4 separate regions of the Mus musculus genome follow, and regions 2, 3 and 4 are each linked to region 1. A link is a contact called in public promoter capture Hi-C data. All regions are on one chromosome and are shown on one strand. The core of a region is the stretch at or near the end of the contact, and the rest is flanking DNA. Distances in the headings are between cores, read along the strand shown. Region 1 overlaps Shc4 (SHC (Src homology 2 domain containing) family, member 4). Region 2 has its middle 60 kb from the start of Dtwd1. Region 3 has its middle 83 kb from the start of Dtwd1. Region 4 has its middle 130 kb from the start of Dtwd1.

Evidence for each region. Promoter capture Hi-C pulls out the DNA fragments that hold promoters and counts their contacts.
Region 2: a contact with region 1 is called in a promoter capture Hi-C map of the 3T3-L1 cell line, with 5 times the contacts expected there. The contact joins two enhancer-like sites. A contact is called at or near these places in 2 of 39 promoter capture datasets (the 3T3-L1 cell line and embryonic stem cells) and 1 of 484 Hi-C or Micro-C datasets (myocytes).
Region 3: a promoter capture Hi-C map of hippocampal neurons shows a contact between it and region 1, with 2.9 times the contacts expected there. The contact joins two enhancer-like sites. A contact is called at or near these places in 7 of 39 promoter capture datasets (the 3T3-L1 cell line, cranial neural crest, embryonic stem cells and 3 more), 1 of 15 datasets of contacts at CTCF or cohesin (stem cell-derived epiblast-like cells), 6 of 484 Hi-C or Micro-C datasets (cerebral cortex, forebrain, myocytes and 1 more) and 1 of 115 datasets of contacts at active chromatin or transcription factors (bone marrow-derived macrophages).
Region 4: a promoter capture Hi-C map of the 3T3-L1 cell line shows a contact between it and region 1, with 4 times the contacts expected there. The contact joins two enhancer-like sites. A contact is called at or near these places in 4 of 39 promoter capture datasets (the 3T3-L1 cell line, embryonic stem cells, hippocampal neurons and 1 more).

The regions. Positions count from the first base shown.
Region 1 is chr2:125,663,382-125,669,145 of GRCm38.p6, reverse strand. It overlaps Shc4 (SHC (Src homology 2 domain containing) family, member 4), which reads left to right. Exons shown (of 12, transcript NM_199022.2): 6 at 2,822-2,873. Among named protein-coding and RNA genes, the nearest start is that of Eid1, 6.8 kb to the left of the region's middle. Within about 2 kb of position 1,710, at least 89 of the 459 cell types and tissues checked have an H3K27ac peak or open chromatin away from gene starts, as enhancers often do.
Region 2 is chr2:126,208,391-126,214,905 of GRCm38.p6, reverse strand. No RefSeq gene overlaps it. Among named protein-coding and RNA genes, the nearest start is that of Dtwd1, 60 kb to the right of the region's middle. Within about 2 kb of position 3,400, at least 10 of the 459 cell types and tissues checked have an H3K27ac peak or open chromatin away from gene starts, as enhancers often do.
Region 3 is chr2:126,231,834-126,238,413 of GRCm38.p6, reverse strand. No RefSeq gene overlaps it. Among named protein-coding and RNA genes, the nearest start is that of Dtwd1, 83 kb to the right of the region's middle. Within about 2 kb of position 1,308, at least 20 of the 459 cell types and tissues checked have an H3K27ac peak or open chromatin away from gene starts, as enhancers often do.
Region 4 is chr2:126,279,475-126,286,014 of GRCm38.p6, reverse strand. No RefSeq gene overlaps it. Among named protein-coding and RNA genes, the nearest start is that of Dtwd1, 130 kb to the right of the region's middle. Within about 2 kb of position 2,709, at least 21 of the 459 cell types and tissues checked have an H3K27ac peak or open chromatin away from gene starts, as enhancers often do.

The sequences.
Region 1 (5,764 bases), core at 461-2,960:
TTGAGCCAGAATAGCTGAGTTAAATCAGCCAGCCAGAGTTCAGAAAGAACAAGAAAAGTGAATTTATTTGGCAGTAAATCTCAGAGGCTGAAAACATTCTAGGCCTAGGTTAGATTGTACAGAGGCTAGAAACTTCCAGGACTAGACCTAGGTTAGCAGATAGAGGCAGTAAGACTCAGAGGTGACAATTACATCAGGTGACTAAAAGATACTTTTACATCACTGCTTCATTTTGGGACCAGGGTCCTTAGAGAGGTCCTGCATACATGGATAGTAAATTGTTGATCCATTAGCAAACAGGGCATGTAGGATGGCTTGTGTTGTGCAGTATGAGCCCGGAGGTGAGGGGGTGGGGAGAGAGAATATATATGTATATATAGATATGTGTATATATATCACTCTAATCTATCCAACTCTGTAATCTGACCTCAACTATGAAACCAAAAGTTGGATATCAGAGAGAGAGAGAGAGAGAGAGAGAGAGAGAGAGAGAGAGAGAGCACAATGAATCTAGATAGAAGAGTGCTGGTTTCTCTTCTCCTCCTAGCCCATTAGATTTATTATGAAGGGACTCAGGCACACGTAAAAAAAAACTTATTAGTGTATGATGTCTACTTAAAAAATGATTGGTGTTTGCCCTGAAATTATCCTGTTTAAGTTCCCGGGGCTGTTGTCCTGTTAGGAGTGGTGCACAGGCCTTCATCTACTGTACATCCAACAGGGTTTGTTTTTGTTCTTCAGAACTGTAAGGTTTTCCATCCCATCTTAAAATGGCTTCAAAGCTTTAAATTAACCGAAGCACTGTCCTTGAGTCAAGCCGTCTGCAACCATTGTGGGAAAACGTTTACATCAGTACAATCAGTGGAAACCCTGGGCTCTGCAGTTGAAAAATCCACTGGCTTGGAGTTTACATGATGATCTGGCTTGGTATTAGCCCCTCTCCCCCCACCAGTGGAGTTTTACCCTCCTGTCAGGAAGACACTGAAGGCTAGTGTTGAACGTTAGAGTCAAGAGCTTGATGTACTGACTTGTCTAAGATTTTGGGTCTTTCTTTGCAAGATAGGGATAACTCCTGTCGCCTGTGAGTTGCCAGAATTGAGTGAGATAATGCACACTAGAGCTGGACATACTAGAGCTGGACACACTAGAGCTGGACACACTAGAGCTGTACACAGTGAATCTATCTCTGTAGTTGCTTTAGGATGCCCGCTGAGCTGCTTCAGTTGCATAGCTAGCTGGGCTAGTCACAGGGTAAGTGAAGCTGAGTTAGAAGTCCCATGTGACTCAGCATCGTCGTTCAAAAACACGGACCATGTCTGCTCTCCTTCACTTTTAATTCTCTCTCAGAAAGTTTTTGTTTTCTTAGTAACTGTGGAACATCTATTGCAAATGCTTCTATAGCCGCCCATGCTTTCTCTGTTTCGAAACATGCTACAGATTTGTGAAAAATTAAAGATACTTCAAATATTTTCTCCTGACATTTGTTCTTTCCTTTTAAGTATTCTGCACTGTCTGCACCCCCATGCCTCCAGGTATTTACAGTTATAGAATTTTAAAACCATTAGAAAATGCAAGCTCATTTGGAAGATGATGAAACGGGCCAGGAGGGGCCCCACAGCGTCTGTTCCAGGCTGCCGCTGTAGCACCTGGTCAGCTTAACTAGAGTGCTCAAGTCTGCAATGACCGTGACTCCTAAGATAACAGAAAGCAATGCTCATAGATAGGGCCTTATTTATTTAGAGGCTGTTCCAACCCAGCTTTCTATTTGCCTGAGACATTTACTTAGGTGTGTGCTATTTTTAAAATGGCTTAAGACAAGTTCTGCTGACTGTGAGATTTGCTTCCTGCATGATTCATTGTGGTTGTTAAGTGGCTACCCTGGAGGGCATTACCAACACAGCTTCTACTTCCTGCCAGTAGACGGCATCTTCCCTCTAGAGACCATTCTAATACTCTGAAATGGCATTATAGGTATTTTTTCCCTCTGAGAATTAAGATAGCAAGAGCACCTTTAATTATTAAAACCATCCCATTCATCAGCTCACTGTTTTCATAAAAGCTGGAATTTCAAGCGTCCTGTCTATTTTCTTGTTTTCTCAAAGGCAGTAGCATATCTCTTCTTGAACTTAAGTTATTCATAGGTTCTCTGTTCTGAAATGATTTGCCTCTGCCTACGGATGAAATAATTTATATTTTTGCTGTTTTATTCTGTAAGCTATCTTGCAAAACACACATGCAACCAAAAACCAATAGGTTTCTGATAAACTCATTTTTGGATGCACATGAATTTGGACACAGGCCAGTGACGACACCACATCTCAGCTCCTGATAACTTTGTGGCAGAGGAGTTCTACACGTGTTTCAACTGAGACAGTCAGTTTCTAGACAGTTTTAAAGAATTCCTTAGCTGTGTTCCCTTTTATTCTTAATGATATAGGCAGACTCGGAATTTTCAATCTCTATCCTTTCCCCATAAGGGTCAGAAAACTATAGATTTAATTGTTAAGCTCTACTGGATATGCCATAGAGCAATAGTTCTCTACCTGTGGGTTCTCCAGGGGTCACTTCAGATGATCACATTATGACTCATAATAGTAGCAAAATTAGTTTTGAGGTGACAATGAAAATAATTTTACGGTTAGGGGTCACCAGAACATGAGGAACTGTATTAAAGGGCTGCAACATTAACGGGCTGAGAACTTATGCCATAGAAAAACAGTTATGTCTAAGGCTTTGGCTCAGTTGGGTCCTAAGGAAGTCTTATCTTATTCATTCATTTTAAATGCAATTGTTTCTCTCTCTCCCTCTCTTTCTTTTATAGGATACCACAGACTATGTTGCCTATGTAGCTAAAGATCCAGTCAACCAACGAGGTATGGACAAGAAACTTCTGGGTTTTCATAAGAGCTGTTAGCTACCGACTATAAAAATAAGTGGTTATTTCTAATGTACACAGTAATGGGTGTCACACAGTAAGGCCCTATCTATGGGCATTGCTTTCTGTTATCTTAGGAGTCATGGTCATTGCAGACTTGAGCACTCTTGCTAAGCTGAACAGGCGATAAAGAGAAGCTGTGAGGCCCCTCCTGGCCTGTTTCATAGTCTTCCAAACGATGGGCATGGTCCAATGGTGCCCCATCATTGTAGGATGATATTGAAGGACTCTAAGAAAACTATGTAAATTTTAATTGAAAATAAATAATCCTACCAGCAGAGAAGAGTGGAACAATTAACAGGCAATATTTAAATTCCAGCACTTGAAAGATTCACAAACTAAAAAGCATATTTACATATGCAAAAATAAGCTGTTTTGTTTATGGTAGTGTTGTTCCCATATCCCAAGGAGAAAAAGAAATTGAACACAAAACTCAATGAGACATTGCTGTTGGTGTGTGTGTGTGTGTGTGTGTGTCCCTATGCACTTGCTGCTGAAAAAGCCTGGAGTGTTACTTTGAGTTTGAGTATGTGGCTTTTTGGACAAGGCTGATCTTAAACTCACTATGTAGCCGAGGATAACATTGAACCTCTGATTCTCCTGCCTTTATTCACCCTGAGTGGGATTATAGGCATGTGTCACCATGCCCAGCTTTATGCAGGTCTGGGGCTAGAACTCCGGGGGTTGTGTGTGCGAGGCAATCTCTGTCCACCTTTAGGTCTCACCTCCAATGTCTCTTCTTTTGAGGGGCCTTCTACTGATGGCATAGCCTACCTCTAGTCACATGTGCCCCACCCCCATCATGACTCAGTATTTCTCTCCCTGCCAACAAGCCACACTTTGTTGCTTGCTGTTTTTCTCACGTACTTGTTTGAACATTTCCCATGTTCTTTCTATTAGGCTGAGATCTCCCTTCTTACTGTTGTTTCTCAGATACTTTACAATGCTCAGGCGTGATGCACAGACTGTGTCTCAAATGACTGAGTGGAAGAGCCGAGTGAGAGCCTCATCCTAGGGTATAACGAGGTTGCCTAGGAAAGGCATCTGCAGGCTGGGCTTAAAGTCAAAGGCCTGAGGTTCCTTAGAAAGTTCGACCTCTCTGGACAGATGTGGTTGGTACTGTTTCTCACCCTCAAACCCAAGGCATTCAGACTCCCCCTGGGAGATGGGTTTAAGCTAGTTGCCCTCAAATAGAACCTGGGAGTTGGGGAACCTCTTCCACCCTGGTGATGGAATTTGCCTTCAAATATTTGATTAAGTGAACATGGAGTGCTATTTGGGAATCGAAGGAACAGAGGTGGAAATGCACAGCTGCAGGCTGCGTGCGGCAGAAGAAGGAAAACACTCTCCCATGGCAGAGAAGAAAGACCTAATAAGCACGGACTTGATCCCGTGGGTAGATGGGTAGAGGTGCTTTTTGCCAAGCAGACTTCTAGAGAGACTCATCGAGCAGGCACTATTAGGTGCATTCAGAGAGAAACTTGAAGCCATGGAGGCAGTGTGACTGTCAGAGTGAGATTATAAGAGGCATTGGATGGCATAGAGAGTGGCCATAGTCAATGCTTGCCAATTGCTTGCCAAGAAGGGCACGGTCCTGAGAATGGAGAGAGGAAAGAGCAGGTGACAAACACTTTAAAATGCTCCATAGAAAGGGACCACTGAGCTGCAGAAAGTTGAGTGGATAATGAGGGAGTGGCGAGGAAAGGAAGGAGCCAAGCACTGGGAAGCTACCAGCATGGAGCCGCCTGCTGTATTTGGAAAGACCTCTGAATAACATTTGTTTTTCTTACCATAAAACATACAGATATGGAAGGAGAATCACCACAAATACAAAGCCAGTCTGAGCCATATGCTGTGCCTCCAGGACATGGTCTGGGTTATAGCCTGAGCCCCTGAGCCCATGTTAAAAAGAGGTTAAAGAAAGGCATCTGGGATCCAGATTCTTTTGCATTTTTGGCATCTGCCATTGTCTTAGATTGTCCCCCTGCTGCTATAATCAAATACCCTAACAGAGCAGCCTAAGGGTTTATTCTGGGTCCCCATTTAAAGGTGGTTGTCACTGCAGGAAGTCCAGGTCACATCCATCATCAGGAAGAGAGAAAGGTGAAAGCTTGCTTGCTGCTCAGTTATCTTTCTCTATATACTGTCCTGGATCCCAGCCAGGGATCAGCGCCATCCAGAGTGGCTGGGCCTCCTACCTTAGTTAATACAATCAAGATAATTCCCTACAGGCATGCCAGAAGCCATCTGCCAGGTGACTCTATATCGTCGAGTTGATAGTTGACACAAATATCAAAGGAGTCGAAGCTTTCACTGGGTCTGTGCTCAGAAGGATATGTACAGGTTGAAGTGCAGTGTGATGAGATAGCTACAAGGTAGTGTCTGCAAAGACAGGGCTTCAGGGAAAGAAAAAGAACAGAAGCTAAAGAGCCACAGGGAAAGAGAAGCCAAAAAAGACTACAGAGAGTGGGAGGTGCCAGTAGGTCACCAGATACCAGGAAAGATTCTGGGCTTTATAGAAGGTGTTATGATTTTTGCCATTGCATTGCAATCGCAGTACGATGCTTCTTGCAGTTGTGTCTGTACAGTGATATCAGAGGGCAGAAAATCAGTCGGAATTGTAGATTCCAAGCCAGATAAGGTCTCATTAGTTCTAAACAGAGGTCGTTAGTGGTCTAAATTGCCTGGGGGATGAAGGGGCAGTTTGGACCAAATCTGGACTAATAGTATCTGATGAGCGTTTACACTAAGTGTTGGTGAAGGGATGGGAATTGCTTGTTCCTGTGGAGCTTGGAGAGATATTGTACACAGTCCAACATCTCTGTGACT
Region 2 (6,515 bases), core at 2,151-4,650, 540 kb before region 1:
GAGAGTTTGGCCGGGTATAGTAGCATGGGCTGGCATTTAGTGTCTGTATAACATCTGTCCAGGCTCTTCTGGCTTTCATAGTCTCTGGTGAAAAGTCTGGTGTAATTCTGATAGGCCTGCCTTTATATGTTACTTGACCTTTTTCCCTTACTGCTTTTAATATTCTGTCTTTATTTAGTGCATTTGTTGTTCTGATTATTATGTGTTGGGAGGAATTTCTTTTCTGGTCCAGTCTATTTGGAGTTCTGTAGACTTCTTGTATGATCATGGGCATGTCTTTCTTTAGGTTTGGGAAGTTTTCTTCTATAATTTTGTTGAAGATATTTGCTGGCCCTTCAAGTTGAAAATCTTCATTCTCATCAACTCCTATTAACCGAAGGTTTGGTCTTCTCATTGTGTCCTGTATTTCCTGAATGTTTTGAGTTAGGATCCTTTTGCGTTTTGTATTTTCTTTGATTGTTGTGCCGATGCTCTCTATGGAGTCCTCTGCACCTGCGATTCTCTCTTCCATCTCTTGTATTCTGTTGCTGATGCTCGCATCTATGGTTCCAGTTTTCTTTCCTAGGGTTTCTATCTCCAGCATTGCCTCACTTTGGGTTTTCTTTATTGTGTCTACTTCCCTTTTTAGGTCTAGTATGGTTTTATTCATTTCCATCACCTGTTTGGATGTGTTTTCTTGTTTTTCTTTAAGGACTTCTAACTGTTTGGTTTTGTTTTCCTGCTTTTCTTTAAGGACTTGTAACTCTTTAGCTGTGTTCTCCTGTATTTCTTTAAGTGAGTTATTAAAGTCCTTCTTGATGTCCTCTACCATCATCATGTGATATGCTTTTAAATCCGGGTCTAGCTTTTCGATTGCGTTGGGGTGCCCAGGACTAGGTGGGGTGGGAGTGCTGCGTTCATTCTGATGATGGTGAATGGTCTTGATTTCTGTTAGTAGGATTCTTACATTTGCCTTTCGCCATCTGGTATTCTCTGGAGCTAGTTGTTTTAGTTGTCTCTGGTTAGAGCTTGTTCCTCAGGTGATTATGTTAGCCTCTATCAGCAGACCTGGGAGACTAGCTCTATCCTTAGTTTCAGTGGTCAGAGTATTCTCTGCAGGCAAGCTCTCCTCTTGCAGGGAAGGTGCTCAGATATCTGGCGTTCGAACCTGCCCCTGGCAGAAGTTGTTTTCCACTCACCAGAGGTCTTAAGATCCCGTGGAGGTTCCTGTGAGGACCTTGGGGGTGTCCAAAAACTCTGCGCACAAGGAACTCCGCTGCTGGAGTGGACCAGAAGGGACTTGTGCCCCCGATCAGGCCGGGTTATCTGCTTCCTTAATTAATGCAGTCTCAGGTCCCACGCGATTCGATTGGACAGACACTATGTTCCACTCACCAGAGGTCTTAGGATCCTGTGTGGAATCATGTGTAGTTCCTTGCAGGTGTCCAGAGACTCTGCGGGCAAGGCACCCCGGTGCTGGAGTGGGCCGGAAGGGCGAAATTGTTAATTTTCTTTCTTTCTAAATTTCTCTTTCTTTCTTTCTTTCTTTCTTTCTTTCTTTCTTTCTTTCTTTCTTTCTTCCTTTCTTTCTCTCTCTCTCTCTCCCTCTCTCTCTCTCCCTTCCTTCCTTCCTTCCTTCCTTCCTTCCTTCCTTTCTTTCTTCCCTCCCTCCCTCCCTCCCTCCCTCCCTCCCTCCCTCCCTTCTTTCTTTCTTTCTTTCTTTCTCTCTTTCTCTCTTTCTCTCTTTCTCTCTTTCTTTTTTCAAAAGCAAGAGGTTCATTTTCATTTCTGCACATTGGGGTCAACCTTCAATTAGTCCCTCAAGGCAAGTAACGAGAAGGGAACCCAGACACATTTTCTTTTTTTTTTTTTTTAATTACTTTTATTTTTTTTACAGTCAAGCCATTGCCCCCCTCCCAGTCCCACTCCCACAGTTCCTTATCCCATTCTTCCTCTGTCCTGTTCCAAGAGGATATTCCCCTCTCTCCCAGGCCTCCCCTGGAACCTCAAGTCACTGGATGGTTAGGTATGTCTTCTCCCACTGAGAAGTTAATTTTTAATATTATCATTTAAAATAAATACTCATTTAATATTTATTTATTTTAATTCCAAAGTCAGTAGTTGTATGTATAAATCATATAGAAAACATACCTTGAGGACTTTATTAATTTTCAAGAGTATAGAGAAATTCTTGGGATAATAACTTTGAAGATTTCTGTGCTAGATATACAATTTAATAAAGCAGTAGATTACAGGGGAGCAAAAGACGTTGAGGGTGGAGTTGGCCTTGTTGGGATGTGGGTCTCAGGTTGCTTCGCTTCAGTTAGAGAAAGGGGAGGAGAACACTGGTCAAAAGGCATGGTGCTAGCAAGGGTGGATTTGGAGGACCACAAGACAGTAGCAATAGATTAAGCTGTGAGAACCCTCCAAATTGCTCCTTTTATCTTAGCATACTACTTGACCTGATTCTGTTGTCCATGACATTCTCATTCTCCCCTCCCCCATCTCTTTCCTGCACAACCTTTCCTGAAAAAGTTTCTGTTTTTAACAATTCATGTAATTCTGCTAGGTCCATCTTGGTAGTCCATAATAATCTTCCTATCTCATGGTCTTGTGCTTTAATCACACTATAAAAAGACCCCTTTGTTATGAAAATGTGCTGGCTAATTTTATGTCATCTTGACACAGTCTAGAGTCATCTGAGAGGAGGGAACCCCAACTAAGAAAATGCCTCCGTAAGATGAGACTGCATGTAAGCTTGTAAGACAATTTCTTAATTAGTGAATGATGTGGGAGGGCCTCTCGAATTTTGGATGGGGCCATGCCTGGGCATATGGTCCTGGGTTCTATAAGAAAGCAGGCTGAGCAGGCCACAAGGTGCAACCCAGTAAGCAGCACCCCCCCCCCCCCAGGGCTTCTGCATCAGCTCCTACCTCCAGGTTCCTGCCCTGTTCAAGTCTTGCTTGGTTCCTTTGATGATAAATAGTGATGTGAAAGTGTAATCCAAATAAACCCTTTTCTCCCCAAGTTGCTTTGGTCATGGTGTTTTATCACAATAATAGTAATGCTCACTAAGACAGCAAGGTAACATACTCATAGATCCTGGGCACATATTTATATATACCTTTTTATGGATTTTAAGTGCAGTGTAACTGGTGTTCACAGGAGGGATAGCTGCAGATAATCCTGACAAGCATTGCTTTCTAATTACATTCCTGTCCACAACTGTTATTCAGGTAACTAGGGAAATAAACACCCATAATTTCTGGAAATAACTTCTTTTTAATTTGTATCTCTCAAAAAATTCCACTAGAATTGTCCTGGCTAATCCCAGAAATCAATATTTCATTGGTATGGAATTTCGCCCTCTCAGGCACTCAGATCTCAGCAGTGAGTTTCCACATGACATGTGTCCCGAGTGTGGCTGCGTTGACAAGCCTTGGAGTGAAAGGCTGCAGTTAGGCGAATGCTTGTTACACAGCCACCAGCATTGTCGAGAGAGCACAAGAAACTCCAGGGTTTTGAGTAATAACTTATCAAGATGGCCAAATTATGAAAGAATGCTTAAATTAGATAAAAAAAAAACCCACGCAATATGGATACAGCTAAAATATTTTCCTTCTGAAACTAATTTATAAGCTTGTCTAGCTTACCCTTGCATTTGTGTGTGATATGGTGAGTGATTATGTAAGGACAGAAAGGGAATCTCTAGGGTGTAAATTACAGGAACAACTGGAGATTCAGCCAAAGGTCAGTCATAAGCCAGAACAAGTCCAAATTCAGAAACTAGTCTCACAGAATTGATTGTCTTATAAAAATCAGGCAAAATGGCAAAAGCTATTATTTTCACCCTCATAAATGTATGTATATCTACAAGGATTCTGTTGCTTCAGACAGACAAATAACTTGCCAGGACATTCTTCTATCAATGTTTAATGTTACTCTGTAAGAGTGGTCTTTGGCATCTGGCAACTTCCATTGTGTAAAATACCATCTGTGTACCGCCTAGCCCGGTGGCTTTGCATGTATTTCCTCCCAGAAAGGTGGCCCAAAGCACAGCGACCTGTGTTTCTCTTGGAAAATTCTTTTCTTAATCATTTTACTTAAAACATTCCAAGTGTTAATGTGTGTGTGTGCCTGAGTATGTCTATGCATGACGTACATGTCAGAGCCCAAGGAGTCCAGAAGAAGGCATCAGATCCTCTGAAACTGGACCTAGAGAGAGTTGTAAGCACCATATACCCTAGGTCCTATAGAAGAAGAGCCAGGGCTGTTAACCACAGAGCCATCTCTCCTTTTTTTTCTAAAGGAAGTCTGCACTCTACTTCTTCTAACCTGCCTTGGAGAGTGGCAGTGGATTCTGTCACACCAATTTCCCTGCTCTCCAGTTCCTTTTCATTATGGTCTTGTCCCCTTTGATCTAATGTGCTGTTTCTATAATTACATATGTATGTAGCTTACTGGATTGCAGTAAGAATGCTGTCTCCATCAGACAGTGTAATGCTCCCAGACCACAGGAACACGACATAGTCTATTAGCTAATAATTTAAGTAGATTTGAGGATGACAACTGAGGTTGAAGAGTCCTAAGTATGGAAGCCATGGCATCCCACTTGGAAAATGCATGCATGAGGCTCCAGAAGGTTGTGAGTGAAGTGGGAAAGTCTCTATAAGGGAATGAAACTGTAAGCACATTAAAGGAAAGTTATGTCAGAGGTTTGCCTTTGATTCTGGCCATTTGTATGGGCCCTTTTGGCATCCATCCATTGTACTGTGGAAGGACTTAAAGTGTCTAAATTGTTTGTTCCCTACTTTGAGAATTATCAATCATTTGGAAATTTCCTTTGAAATCCCAATTTTTTTAAAGAAATCAAGAGGGAGAAACATTGAGCTTTTGAAGAACAAGGCACGATGGCTCCAGAAAACAAAGGGAAGCCTTTTCTTAGAATGATTATGATACTTAGTCTAATCTTGAAAATCCTGAAGCCCCAATCTCTCTGACCCTGTAGGTCCTGATTAGTCTAGAACTAGTCAGTTCCTAGAGATAGCAGACATCTTGCCTGAGACACACTGGCAACAGAATTAATGAATAAAGCACAAATCAGAGTCATGGCCTAACCAACTCCTTAGCCAGAGCCCTCAATAAACACCAGAGGACCAGGTACCAAACAATTGGACTCCATGCCCTAGATCTTAAACCTGCCCACCCGCCTACCTGCTTACATGCTCATTACTACTGCCCACCTGCCTACCTGCTTACATGCTCATTACTACAGAATACCCCTTCAGAAATCCCCTTAGTCTTTTTGCTTCCCTCAGCTCTCCATTCTTCACTGCTTTGAGCTGCAAAGTAGTTGAAAGGACCCTCCTGGTGAGCATGATTATCAAAGTTTTACAAGTATGTTGGGAAGTATCAGAAAATATTGAGATGTAAACTATCCCTTTAAAAGGCACATAGGAAATAAGACAAAACACAAGACATATACTTTAATATATGAAATTTTAGATTAATATGAGACTATCACTAAATGTTTCTGCATTGTCTCAATTCTTCACACAAACATTTGCTTCTTTTTGTTTGAAAACTGGTTATTCCAAATGTTGGGGTTCGGGAATTGCCACACAAACCACTCAGACACCAATCTCAGTCAATTAGCATGGTTTCTTGAATGCTTCATCTCAAGACTGACCAATCAGGGCCACAGATGAAGTGGGGAGCTGGCTATGACATTGATTTAGGCTCCTACAGGACTTTTAAACCTAAAACCCACAAATATCTGTGCCAAGTTATTCCACCAATCAGGACTTAGGGATAGGGGATTTCCTTGGAAACATGTCTTTGTTGTAGACTTTTCCTGTTCCCTGGTTGGGGTATTCAACTACAGCAGGGAACTTGCCTTACCTAACTTGCCAACCAGGATGTCAGTTACCCATGTATATGTCTTTTTCTACCAAGTAGGATGTCAATTTTCAGGAAGGTCTTGGATATATAAACCTTATTTGACCCCTACTGTGATGGTTTGTATGTGCTTGGCCAAGGGAGTGGCACTATTAGGAGGGGTGGCCTTGTTGGAGTAGGTGTGTCACTGTGGGCTTGGGCTTTAAGATCCTCATCTTAGCTGCCTGGAAGTCAGCCTTCTTTGAGATGCATTTGAAACAAGAGGAGGAAATTTCAGTTCTTCCAGCCTGGTCACTGCCATGCTCCTACCTGGATGATAATGGACTGAAACTCTGACCTGTAAGCCAGATTCAATTAAATGTTGTCCTGATAAGAGTTGCCTTGGTCATGGTGTCTGTTTACAGCTGTAAAACCTTAACTATGACAGAAGTTGGTACCAGGAGTGGGGTCTTGCTGTGATAGGCCTGACCATGCATTTGTTTGGAAGAATGTGGATTTGGGGCCTTCAGATTTGGAAAACAGTAGAATGCTTTAAGTGGGGTTTAGTGAGCCATCCTAGTAGGAATATGGAAGATGTTGTGCTGAGAGTGATTTGAGAGTGTGGAACCCTGGCTCTAGAGGTTCAGAGGAGAAGAATT
Region 3 (6,580 bases), core at 59-2,558, 570 kb before region 1:
CTAGATCTTTGTAGTCTGCCCAACCAACCCCCTCTCCCATGAAGATCCTGAGCATTGAAGATGGGGATTTGAGGGGCTGAACAATCCAAAGTCTCATATTTTCTTCACATTCTCTTGACCAGTTTTGAGTTTCTGTGTTTTTTTTTTAAATTTTTATTTTGTTTATTTTTTGTTTATTTTATTTATTTATTTATTTATTTTGGTTTTCGGTTTTCTGAAGATAAGTTTCTCTGTGTATCCCTAGCTGTCCTGGAACTCACTCTCTGAACAAGGCTGGCCACGGTCTCACAGAGATCTGTCTGTCTCTGTCTCTGAAGTGCTGCAGTTAAAGGCATGCACCACCACCATCCAGATGAGTCATATTGGACATATTTCTGCAAGGAGAAGCCTCTCTGATGATGGTTGAGAGATGCACTGATGTCTTTCACTGGGGCCTTAGTCTGTCTTGCTAAAAGTCAACAGTGCCAGGTATGGCCTCCATCTAATGGAGTGGGCCAGTGTTCTATGAACTCAAGAATGATGCATGAACTAAGTATATACACAAAAGTAGAAGATGTGGGCAGGTGATCTGGAGACAAAGCTTCTTGGCCCCAAGCCTGAATGGACTGAGTTCCATGCCTGGGAACTACATGGAGAAAAGAAAAAACTGACTCCCACAAATTGTGCTTTGACCCATCCACAAATAAATGTTAAAAAAATCTTAAAGGACATGTATAAAGTAATATAAACAAATGAAATAGAAGCCCTTACAACTGATGCCACAGAAATTAAAAGCATTATGAGTTCTACAAACAATTATATGCCAACACATTAAAGAACATATACAACATGGCTAAATGTACAAAAACACGCAGCCTGAGAATTACATGGAACTAGAAACTATGGACAGATCTACAACCAGTAAAGAGATTGAATGAATAATCAACAACTCCTCCAGCTCATTCATCCTTTCTACGTCCTCTTCCTCTGCTGGTCCCTGACAGGCAGAGAATAGCAAGGATGTCCTGTCTGGGTACTCAACTTCCATGTATTTGTGTGTCTCTGTGCTAACCGCTGCCTACCACAAAAAGGCTATTCTCTGACCAAGGATGAGAGCAGCATTGCTATGGCGTATAGACATAAACATTAGATACTTTGGCTAAGGTGTCCCACTTAAGAGAACAATATTAGTATGTTGCTACCTAGGATGTAGCACCTCCCCAGCTTCCCCACTTCCAGACTTATTGTAATCCACTAAGTCCAGTTACTGCTGGCCATCTGTGTACGGGTGTGGGGCCATTCACTGGGAATTCTACCAATGACCACGTCATCCAAAAAGAATTATTCTTCCTCCCTTGGCAACTATCAGTTGCCAATATCTCCCTAGCAAGGGGTGGGGCCTGGAATCATGTCATCTGCAAACAGAGAAATTTTGTCTTCCTACTTTTCTCTTTGAATCCCCTTGGTTTGTTTCTTTTGTCCTGTTGCTCTAAGAATCTCAACACTGTCTTAAAATAGAGTAACGACAGTGGACACATGCCTTATTCCCCATTTATTGGAAATACTTTTTTTGTTTCTCTTATCTAATGTACTATAGGCTTGTTGTATAGCCTTTATTATGTTGAGATATGTTCTTTTGTTTTGCATGTTTTTTTTTAAAGGATATGTTCTTTTTATTCTGAGTTTCTTTTGGATTTTTTAAATTAAACTTTTTTGAGATTAAAACATATACCATTTTCCTTCTTTTCTTTTCCTCTCTAAAAACTCTCCAATGTATCTAACCCTTTCTCTCAATCTAATTAATGATCTCTTTTTCTTTAATTGCACGTGTGTGTGTACACATTAATATGTAACCTGTTCAATCTGCACAACATTACTTGTATGTCTGTGTTTTCAGAACTGACTGGTATTGGATAACCGGTTGATGTGTTATTCCCTGTGAAAGACTTTTTCCTGCCCTCAACATTCCTTCGTTTTCCTGGGGCTGAGGCCTCTTGAGATTTACCCCTTCCACAGTAGCATGTCTATTGATATCATCTTTGTTCAGATGATTAGGCAGCAATGTTGGCGAGGCTTTATTTAGGTAGCTTCTCTGACATTTCTAGGAGATATAATCTCATAGTAAACTCTCTGGCTCTTACAATCTTTCCAGTCCTCTCTTCTACAGTGATCCTTGAACCTTGGGTATTGTAGATATATCAGTTGGGACTAGGTTCTGCAACTCTGCATTTTGACCAGTATTTTTGTTTGTTTTATAATGGTCTCAGAGTGTTCTAAAGAGAAGGTTCCTAGATGAGGGGTGAGAACGACTTTTATCTGTGGGTATAAGATAACTGTTTAGAGTGTAAGTAGAGATTATGATGGTTTAGTAAAGTGATAGCTATAAGTTCTCCTCCAAGATACGTGATTTTCCTAGCCTGGTAGTTGGCTAGGTTCCAATGCCAGGCATGATGCCCCTCTTATTGAGTGGCTCTAAGTCCACTTGTGCAAGTGCTGATTACTGCCAAGGGTGCTTGACTTCTTAGAGTTAGGGTTACAGAAGGCTGTAAGCACCTTAAGAGGTTTTGGGAACCAAACATGGGCCCTCTGCAGATCAGTATGAACGCTTAATCTTAATCTCTCCAGGCCCAAAAGAAAATACTGTGAATTAATTTTAGAGAAAGAACAGACATAAGTGAAATATAAATTATAACGCAAATAAGCAATTAAAATACTCAAGTATAAACAGAAAATTTAAATCATCATAGTTAAATGTAAACATTAAAATGATTAAAACAAAATGAACCTTAAAATGAAAATTATTTTTCTTTAAGTCTATATTTTTACCCTAGAGAGAACAGTTTCTCTTACCCCCTTTGAGTTTTTTTTGAAGAAGAAACTCACCATTCTGTATGTGTGGGAACATCTAGTGTCTTTAATTCAAGTAAGTTAGGTCAGTATGCCCTTCCAGAGAAACGGATTTCTCTGGCCCCAAATCACTTTCTCTGAAATTGCAAATCACAACCAGATTTCTGATGCTTTGTGGATCAGTCAGTTTGTGTGTAGCTTTTGTGCCTAAGGCTCAAAGGGAGTGTGGGGTATCAGCCCATGCTATTTAACCCTTTAAAAATATTCCCCTGGATGTGGCAACAATTTTTTACTGTCAACTTCCTGCAGTCTGTTCCTGTATAGTGGATGATTGATATGGTGGGGTGGGAGGGTGTAGGTACTGAGACTCTCTGCTGGACTCCCTTGCTGCACACTCTCTGCTGGACTCCCTTGCTGCACACTCTCTGCTGGACTCCCTTGCTGCACACTCTCTGCTGGACTCCCTTGCTGCACACTCTCTGTTGGACTCCCTTGCTGCACCTCTGCTGCCATGTCCACCATCAGTGCTGCCTTGGAGTCTGTTGCTTTCATCAGGATATTGCAGGTTTCCAAATCCTGATGAGTTCTCTCTTTCTTCATCTGCAGAGCAATGGAGAAGCTCAAGGTGTTGTAGAACTCTTAGCTCCTCGCTCACATACCTTGTTCCTATGGCTGTGTCCATAGCTTGATCTCCTCGCCTCTCTTCAGTAGGTGGGGGCTTTGATTTCCCTCAGCTTTCCTGGTAAGTGGTGATCACAGACCTTGAGGGTTTCTCCATTGGTGGTACACAGTTCTGTAGAAGCAGCTTGTTCTCTCTTCACTGCCCCTCCCTCTTCCTCTCCCTCTCCCTCCTCCTTTCTATTTTGACGGCTTTTCATCGTGATTTATGGTTTTCTCTGTCTGATTTCACAGATTTGGGTTTCTAATCCACCATCCTGGCACAGACCTCTCTTTTGCCAGATTTTCTCTCTTAACTGAACAACAACTTCACTTTTTCAGTCTCTATTGAAGCATCACAGAAACACAGTGCATTGCATTCTCTTGGGTAGCTGAGCCTTCTGGCTAGCTGTCACTGTCACTCCATGGCTACACTGATCTCTTAATGACTGTATAAAGCACATCTCTCCCTTGTCCCCTCTTCCAGTCCCTTCACCCTTCTAGAGTTAATCTGGAATATACAGACAGGCAAAGTTATTTTAACTTTTGAATTTAACTACAAATCTTGGAAGATATGGTATATGCATACATGGACAAGCTATTAGTACATTTGTCTCAATATTCATTATGGATATCTAGTATTTTTAAACCGCATTTTCTCTTTGCTGCAGAGACTACTCTTGCTTTTGCTTAAAAGTCAGCACCTGGACTCACTTCAGTTAATTTTCTATTCTTGATTGTTTGGAACCTGCCAGAAAATATTTATTGCAAAAGCATTTTAGAGGGAGATATTGCAACATCTGTTCTGTTTCTCTAAGACTTTATTTGGTTCTAGTCACAGATGAGATTAGAAGACCTGGATACAAATCTATTAACAAATTATTGCCTTCATATCTTAAACTTTTGTGTTTTCCAAGAAGTACTAAGTGACATATGTCAGGACTGGCCCGAGGGCATTTTTCATGCAGGTTACATGTGGGCATCTTGCCCTTAAAAATGTTATATAATATGTATGTATGTATGTATGTATGTATGTATGTATGTATGCCTGTATTATGTGTGTATAATACATATAATTGGGCCAGGGACCTTGCGGATGAATAACCTACATTTTCCAGATGTTGACACTGGGCATAGAGCAATTGGGACTGGTATCAGTGTTTACAAGATAAGGTCAGTAGACTCCAGGAAGAGCTGGTACATTTTTGTCTATGCTTTCTCTAGGGTACTTATATAACTCCAGACTCTCTGTGGTCGATATTACTGGCAGTAATTCAAGTGTTAGTCTTTCTCCAAATGAAACTTGTTGCTGTTGATGGTGGGAAGAAAAAGTGACTTAAAAAATGGAAGTGTTTTATCTACCCTGATTCTTAATTGTTGAGCATCATCAGCCAGAGTAAGTAAACGGCAAAGTCTCTTTCTGACATCAGTGATAAAAAAGGGATTCCTAGGCCTCTACAAGTGCTAGGCTCTGTTTGGTCAGGATGCTACCAAAACCTACAATCCCTCCAAGGGTAGTGTTCCTCTAAAGTCTCCAGAATGAGTGAGAACATGTTGTAGAGACATGACAATTAGTATCTGTGTGCTTTTAAAAGACAGACCTGCACCTACATTTTTTTCTCTCTGGAAACCATAAAGAAACCCATATCCATGAAGGTGGGGGAAGAAGCTTGAAGAGTGGGTGCTAAGGAGGATATTAAAAACACATAGGATATGAAAGCGAAAGGAATTCTGGGGCTGTAGGAAGGGGAGAAGAACGAGGGGGTCCATTAAAGTTAAGCACTATAAAGATGCCAATAAGGAGATATGTTAGTCTGTATGATAATTAAAAAGTGAAATTACAGTTGTGCATGCTGACAAACTCCTTTAATCCCAGGATTCAGAAGGCAGAAGCAGGTGGATCTCTGAATTCGAGATTAACCTGGTTTACACAGTGAGTTCTAGGCCAGCCAGGTCTACATTATAAGAGCCTGCCTTTAAGAGACTCCTCCTTCACATGTTTGATTGTATTTTCTGGTATCTCCTCTATTTATTTAATTCCTATTTAAAAGCCTCTATCATCTTTATAAAATGCCTCTTAAGGTCATTGTCTTCTTTTCAGATGTGTTAGGAGGTCCAGGGCTTGCTGTAGTAGGAGAGCTGGGTTCTGGCAGTGCCATATTGCCCTGGCTTTTGTTGAAACTGTTCTTGTACTGGCCTTTAGTCCTCTGGCTGTCTCTGGCATTGGCTGGTCTGTTAGTCCCTGGTGGTAGCAAGCCTTTGGGGCTGCAGGTAGAGCTGGTAGCCCCTAATGGCAGCCACTGGTCTCTGGTTGTCTTGGGTCACAGCAGGCCTCCAAGGGAACAGGCAGCCCTGGTAATTTGTTCTGTCTACAAGAAATACAGAGACAATAATGGAGCAGAGACTGAGGGAATGGCCAACCAATAACTGGCCCAACTTGAGACGCATACCACAAGCAAACCAATTTCTGACACTATTAATGATACTCTGTTGTGCTTGCAGTCAGGAACCTACCATAACTGTCCTCTGAGAGGCTCCAACCAGCAGCTGGCTGAAACATATACAGAAGCCCACAGCCAAACATTGGACAGAGGTCAGGGAATCTTATGGAAGAGTTGGGAGAAGGATCAAGAGCCCTGAGGGATAGAAACTCCACAGGAAGACCAATAGAGTCAACTAACCTGGGCAAGGATGGGGGGGATATGTAAGGGAAGAAAAGGGGAAAGGGGACTGGGAGGGAACTGTGTAAGGGGAGTGGGAGGAGGGGGCATCGATCAAGACATAAAGCGAATAAATAAATAAATTAATGATGAGGGGGATGGGGTGGATAGAAGCTCCACTGGAAGTCTTGCCTAGCTATGCTGAGGTGGCCACTTCAGTCTCTATAGGAATCTCAGCTATGGCCACACTATATACTCACTGTATCCTCCTCTGACTCAGGCCTCCAGCTAGTCACCAGGGAAATCCCCACAACCATTTCTATTCTCACTCCCAGCCCTTTCCCAATCCCCTCCCCATATCTGGTCAACATCCCCATTTGCCTCCTCACTGTCTCGCCCACCAAATTCTCCATCCACCCCTGATGACTGTTTAGTTT
Region 4 (6,540 bases), core at 1,460-3,959, 620 kb before region 1:
GACATACCTGCAGGCATAACCGAATTTATGTTAGAATCAAATTTCAAGTCAGCCACTCAAGCAGACATTTAAAAGATTTATTACATTTATTTATCTATGCACTTACTTATTATTTTTGTGTCTATATGCAAACCATGCACACGACACTATGCATGTGTGTAGGTCTGAGAGCATCTTGCAGGAGTCTGTTTTCTTTTCCCAGGATGTGAGCCCCTGGGAGCAGACACAGGTCGTTATGCTTGGTAGCAGAACTTCTACCCACTGGCCATCTCGCTGGCTTCCAGACAGCAGTTTTTAAGATCAACCATTCTAACACAGTACAATCCAAACAAAAACTAACTTAATACATTTTGAAGGATGGGAATAGGAAAATTATCGGGTCTTTGTTTTCCAGAATTGAGCTGGTTTTTTTTTCTCTTCTTGTAAGAGCAGAGGGCATTGTACACACATCAAAAGCAGTAAATCTATAAGACACAGCATATTGCAGCGAGGGTTGTGTGTTTCCCATAATGACTGTTGGTACTGTGTGGAGCTAGGGCCAGGTAGGGTAGAGTGCTCACTGTGAAGTTATGCATGCAACAAGGGTTAGTGTTTAAACCTGTTATATATTGGATTTTGAATTAGTTTTTGGTTGCTGCATATCCAGAAGCCATTTACCACAGCCAAACTTTTCTTGATTTCCACATTTAGTTATGAAATTCTATTTAAGGAACTATGACTTAGAAGGACTTTCTGCTTGTTAGTTTTCTGCTCTGGCTAGAATATGTGCATCTGGCAAGACAGGTGTGATTGGTATTCCCATTTTACAGATGAAAATACTGAGGCTCATAGAGATTGAGTTACCAGCTGATGGTGCCAAAATTGTCTTCATATCCTGTCCACATGTAGGCATGGTTCTCTCAGAGATGCCTTGAAGCCAAATAACTTGACTACTTAAAGAATCTACTTCTGCCATGGCCAGTTCACCCAATCTAAACTCTTTGACCCAACCCATGTCTATGCCATCACTGTTTATCTGCTGGTCTCCTCTTCTTTGCCTGGTTCTCAGGTTGTCAGTATAAAATACTCAAGTTTCATTTCTTCTTCTTTAACACGAAATGAGAGGCCATCATTAGCTCTCAACTCTAGCTAGACACTAGAAACTTAGTGACCCAAAGTGAAATATGGAGTCCATGCCCAGGATGTTGGATTCAAATGATCTGTAGTGTGGGTTTGGTTTCATAAACTTTATTATTCCAAGTTCATTGGAAACTTTCGGGGAGGGTGTAAAATTCATTGTGTCTTTCTGGGCAAGCAGTCTTCCTTCCCTTCCCTTCCCTTACCTTACCTTACCTTACCTTCCCTTCCCTTCCGTTCCCTTCCTTCCCTCTCCTTTACCTTCCCTTCCCTCTCCTTTCCTCTCCTTCTCTTCCCTCCCCCCTCCATTTCTCCTTCCTTCCTTCCTTCCTTCCTTCCTTCCTTCCTTCCTTCCTTCCTTCCTTCCTTCCTTCCTTCCCCCTCTTCTCCCTAATGGTAGAGCCTTTGGCTACCACCACCACTTGCAGTCATAACCTATCTGCCTTACTACCATTTTTTTTTCTGTCCCATGCTTTTCTTTAGCAAAACAAACTGGCTGATTGTCACACCAAATCACTTTCCTTGCTACAGCTGTGTGATTAAAGGGACCGCCTCCTCCTGGTGACTGTGCACGTCACGGCCCTTGTCTAGGGCTGACTTTTCTGATGACTGTGCACGTCACGGCCTGGCCTGTGTCTAGGGCTGACTCTTCTGATCTACCTCAGTCCTCATCTGCTTCATTCCAGTGGTTTTGCAATTTGCCCCGGAAGGTGGAAAATGATTTCCATGTGTGGTTAGGTGTAGCTAGCTCTGCTGGCAAAAGCCTGCTAGTTCCAGTTCATATCTTAACTCTCAGAGGTAGAAATGTGAAGAGGGTAACCTTGAAGGCAGCCTGAGCTTCAGTCAGGAGACCTGGGCTCAGCGGGGATGTACTCAGTGGTTGAGTGCTTGCCTGGCATGCACGGGACCTGCATGTGATCCTTAGCACCACGAAAGAGAGGAAAACCAAGCAACAACCCAGTTAAGAAAACTGACCTGCTAAGTCTATACTGGCAGTCATTCTAAGCTATATATATATATATATATATATATATATATATATATATATATATATATACATGTATATATGTATATATATATATATATATATATATATATATATATATATACATGTATATATGTATATAGTGATAGAGCTAGAGAGGTAGAAATATATTATATGATTGATATATATTAATCATATATATCATATACCTATCTCTATTTGTCTATCTATCATCTATCTATCTATCTATCTATCTATCTATCTATCTATCTATCTATCTATCTATTGAATGTTAAAGGTCACATATGGCTAAATCATAATGTTTATAGTGAGATGTGCATTTAATGGAAAATGTGTGTGTGAGAGAGAAAGCTATATTGGGAGAGGCCAGTGACTGAAGGAGGCATGAAGGAGAGAATCTGTTGCCTGATTAAAAACTATCTGTAAGGTATGGTCATGAAGTATGTCCTGGACATCACAAATACACACAGCTAAAAGGAAACGGGCAATTTCTCCCTATTCATTGCCTCATAAATATTTGTTATATGACTGAATAGGAGATGCCACTAGTTATGATACTGCCACACTGTCCAAATCCTTTCCAACAATCCTCTTTTAGAACTGCCTGCAGAGCCAACCCATGAGTCAGAAAGAAAATGGGCCCTGTTCCTCTACTCTCTACTTGTTTTTTTTTACCAAAAAAGGCAATGCCCAATTTCATTGCCTACTGTGTTCATTAGCTTTAGTGCCAAATGATCTTTAGCGATGGGCTGTCCTTTTCCCCAAGTTTATTCTACCCTGAGGACGAAGATGCTGCTACTAAGAATATACACAAAATGTGTTATGGATTCCTGAGGTAATTTCAGAATAAAAGTTCCCTGAATAGTACCCATGCCTAGGAAATTTCAAATGCTGAGCATAGGGTGTTATCTGCAAGAAGGGCATCTTAATTTGAAGTTGATGAAAGTTGGGTGCAGGCTTTAATCTTGTGTATTTTTCTCATTAAAGAGTTTATTGTTTTCAAAGGCATTTATGGCAAACCAAGGATGATAAACCCATTTTAAAGTATTTGACAGGTGTCCAGACTCTTAGATAGGAGTGCTATATTGCTATAATAAAAGTAATATTTAAGCCATAGAAATGTGCCACATTGCACATAGTAAGGTAATGATGTTCTTCTATTCTTATAACACTTGTCACTACAACCACAGGGGATGGGTTTGGATGAAACAGTGTTCCCTTCCCTGTTCCTGTCTTCCCTCCTGCATGTGTTCGCAGAACAGGTGCTGCAGTCTTTCTATGCAGTGTGGCCCTGGAGCAAACACGACTTTTTGTCTTTGAAGAAGATTGGACTGTCAGAGTTGATGCTGTGACCTCTTAGTTAGAATATTTTGGTGACATATTCCATCCAGCACAGTGCATTAACTATAGCAACAACAGTGGACCTACCATTTGAAAGTACCAAGGAGTTGGCTTTCTATTGTTTTAGAAGCATTTGGTTTAAATGGTAAGAGTCAAAAAAAATCCTACAAGCTTCAAGGGATATTCTTTTACCATTTTTGGTTTTTTGTTTGGGAGGGTCTTTTTTATGCAGCAGTATGCTAGAAAACCAGTTCTTGGAGGCAGGGGAAGGGAGCAAACCTTGATTTGAATCATTTGCCCTCTATGGTATGAATTCTCCCATCTGGCAAATTTTAAGTTCCCAGTGTGAGAGAGCTAAACACATATGGAAACAGATGCACAGAAATGTGCTCTCCTGGCTTAGTGTGAGTGGACTGTAGGATGCTGATGGTGAGCAGGCTGTGGGATGCTGATGGTGAGTGAGTGGGCTGTAGGATGCTGATGGTGAGTGAGTGGGCTGTGGGATGCTGATGGTGAGCGGGCTGTGGGATGCTGATGGTGAGTGAGTGGGCTGTGGGATGCTGATGGTGAGCAAGTAGGCTGTGGGATGCTGATGCTGGGTACCCTAGGTGTGTGTATATGGAGGGCGACCCTGGGGAAGAGCTGCCAGAAGGAAGTCCATTTAACAACCCCACCCTCTGGAAGAAACAATCTGAATTAGAAAGGCATTCTATTGAAGGTTATTGGAAGAAATTGGAAAACATAGTTTCAAATGCAGTCTCCAAGCCCTTTGATAAAATTCATCTGTGTCTGAGACCCAGTCCATTAAGAATTTCTTTCTTCTTTTTCTCATCTCTAATCACCTCACCTCTCCATTTTTTTTATTTTATTTTTGAGATTATAATATAATTACATCATTTCTTTCCTCCTTCCTCCCTCCAAATTCCTCTGTTTAGCGCTCCCCACTCTCCTTTGAATTCATGGCCTCTTTTCTCACTGTTATTTAATGCATGTATGTATATGCATAATATAATTATATAATATATAACATATTCATATTAATATATACTATTAATATATGAATATAAAGCTAACCCATTTGGTCCAAATAATGTTACTTAAATGTATGTTTTCAGAGCTGATTCTTTGGTACTGGACCAGAGTGTTATTCCCTGGGGAAGGCCACCTCTCCTGATCCTAGCCTTCCTCTTTTAAATTCTTTCATAGGGTTGCATATAGTTCTTTTGAAGGGTTGAAGCCTTGTGGGATTTGCTTCATCCAGTTTAGCATGTTAAAAGATGTCGTCATTGAGCCCCTCATGTTTGGGCATCATGCTGGTGACTTTACAGGTACAACTTCTGGTGTTACTAGGAGACACAATCTCAGAGCAAACTCCCTAACCCTTTACAATCTTTCCATCCTTTCTTCTGCAATGTACCCTTAGCCTTAAATTCAGGAATGCTGTGTAGATGTATTTATTTGGGACTGGGCTCCACACCAATCAATTTGAGTGGTTGTGGCTTTCTGTAGTGATCTCTCTCTGGTGCAAAGAGAAGTTTCTTTAATGAAAGATAAAGACTATACTCGTCTGTGAGTTATAAGGACACATGTTAACAGATTGTTGTTAGGGGATAATAATGGATTAGTATATTAGTGGTTGCAGATTCTCCACCATTAACTATGGCTTCACTAGCACTGAGTAGTTAGCCCATTTTCAGCACCAGGCGTGCTTTCCATCATATTGAGCAGGTCTGTAGTTCAACTAGGAAACTGTTGGGTACTGACAAGGTGTGTGTGCCATCACTGCATCCTTAGGGTTATTGTGCCATGCTGGCCATTGATGTGATTCATAGGTATCACCACTGAACAGGACTCTTGGGTGCCTTCCTCCTCTGGAAGCTTACATGGTACCTTCTGGTACAAGGAAAGAGGTCCTCAGGAAGGACTATGCACATTTTAAATTTTACTGTTTGTTTTAATGATGTTTAAGGGTTTTTTTGTTTCTTTTTTTTCTTTTTGGTTCTTTTTATATTCTAGATACTGACGCTCTGTCAGATTTATAACTGGTAAAGAGTTTTAACCCTTTTGTATGCTGTCTCTTTACTTGAGTGATGATACCCTATGCTGTACAGGAACTTCTTAGTTTCAAGCAGTCCCATTTTTCAATTTTTGGTTTTAATGTCCGTGCACCTAGAGTTGTGTAGAAAATCTTTTCTTATGCCTACAAATTCCACTGTGTATTTCCCTACTTTCTCCTCAACCAGACTCTACATGGTTAAGGTATTAATTCCATGCCCTTGATCCATTTGAATGGAGTGTAAAATGTTATTAAGTATGTTCTTAGAGTTTTTTTTAAATAGTACATAAGTATTTAAAATTCATTAATTTCGAGTCCCACCTCGTGCCTTGGTTTTAGGGTTCCGATATTGTGAGTTCGAGTCCCACCTCGTGCCTTGGTTTTACATCTGGCAGAGTGAGGAACGAGTGTGCTTAGATACTGGTGTCTTTTATTCCCTGTTGCTGTCTTGTTTTTGTGTTGCTGTCTTGTTTTTGTTTGTGGTTTTCGTCATGGGACAGACTGCATGTGTGGTGCCGACTGTGGACTTGGATTGACATTAGGACAGAATTTGTCAGTAATAGTTAAGAAAAACAACTTGGAAAATGTCCCTGGCCGCATGAAGCCACAGGACCGGACAGAACTTCTGGCTTCGGCGGTAGCAGCACACACTGGCCAAGGCAAGGCGCCACGTGGGAAACCGTGGCCCAGGGGGGATCACTGATGTGGAGGTTTCCCTGGGATGCCCGCCACAGCACCACCACCACCACGGATTTCACCGCCTGCAGGACGGGCAAGAAAAGAAAGAGGGGCGAAGCCCAGGGGGCCCCGAACCGGCCCGCCTGGCTTCCTAGAGCGGCCATGATGCCTGCTGGGGAGGGGCCTACTAGAGTCGCTGCCTCTGCCACCTCCCCCCTCCCCTGAGTTGGCCCAGTGCAGCCAGCTGTGAGAGCTGCCTTCCTTTCCCTGCCCCACGTGTTTTCTCTCTCTGCCCCACCCTAAGCTGCTAACCATCAAGGGAGACATCTGCCCACTTAAAACT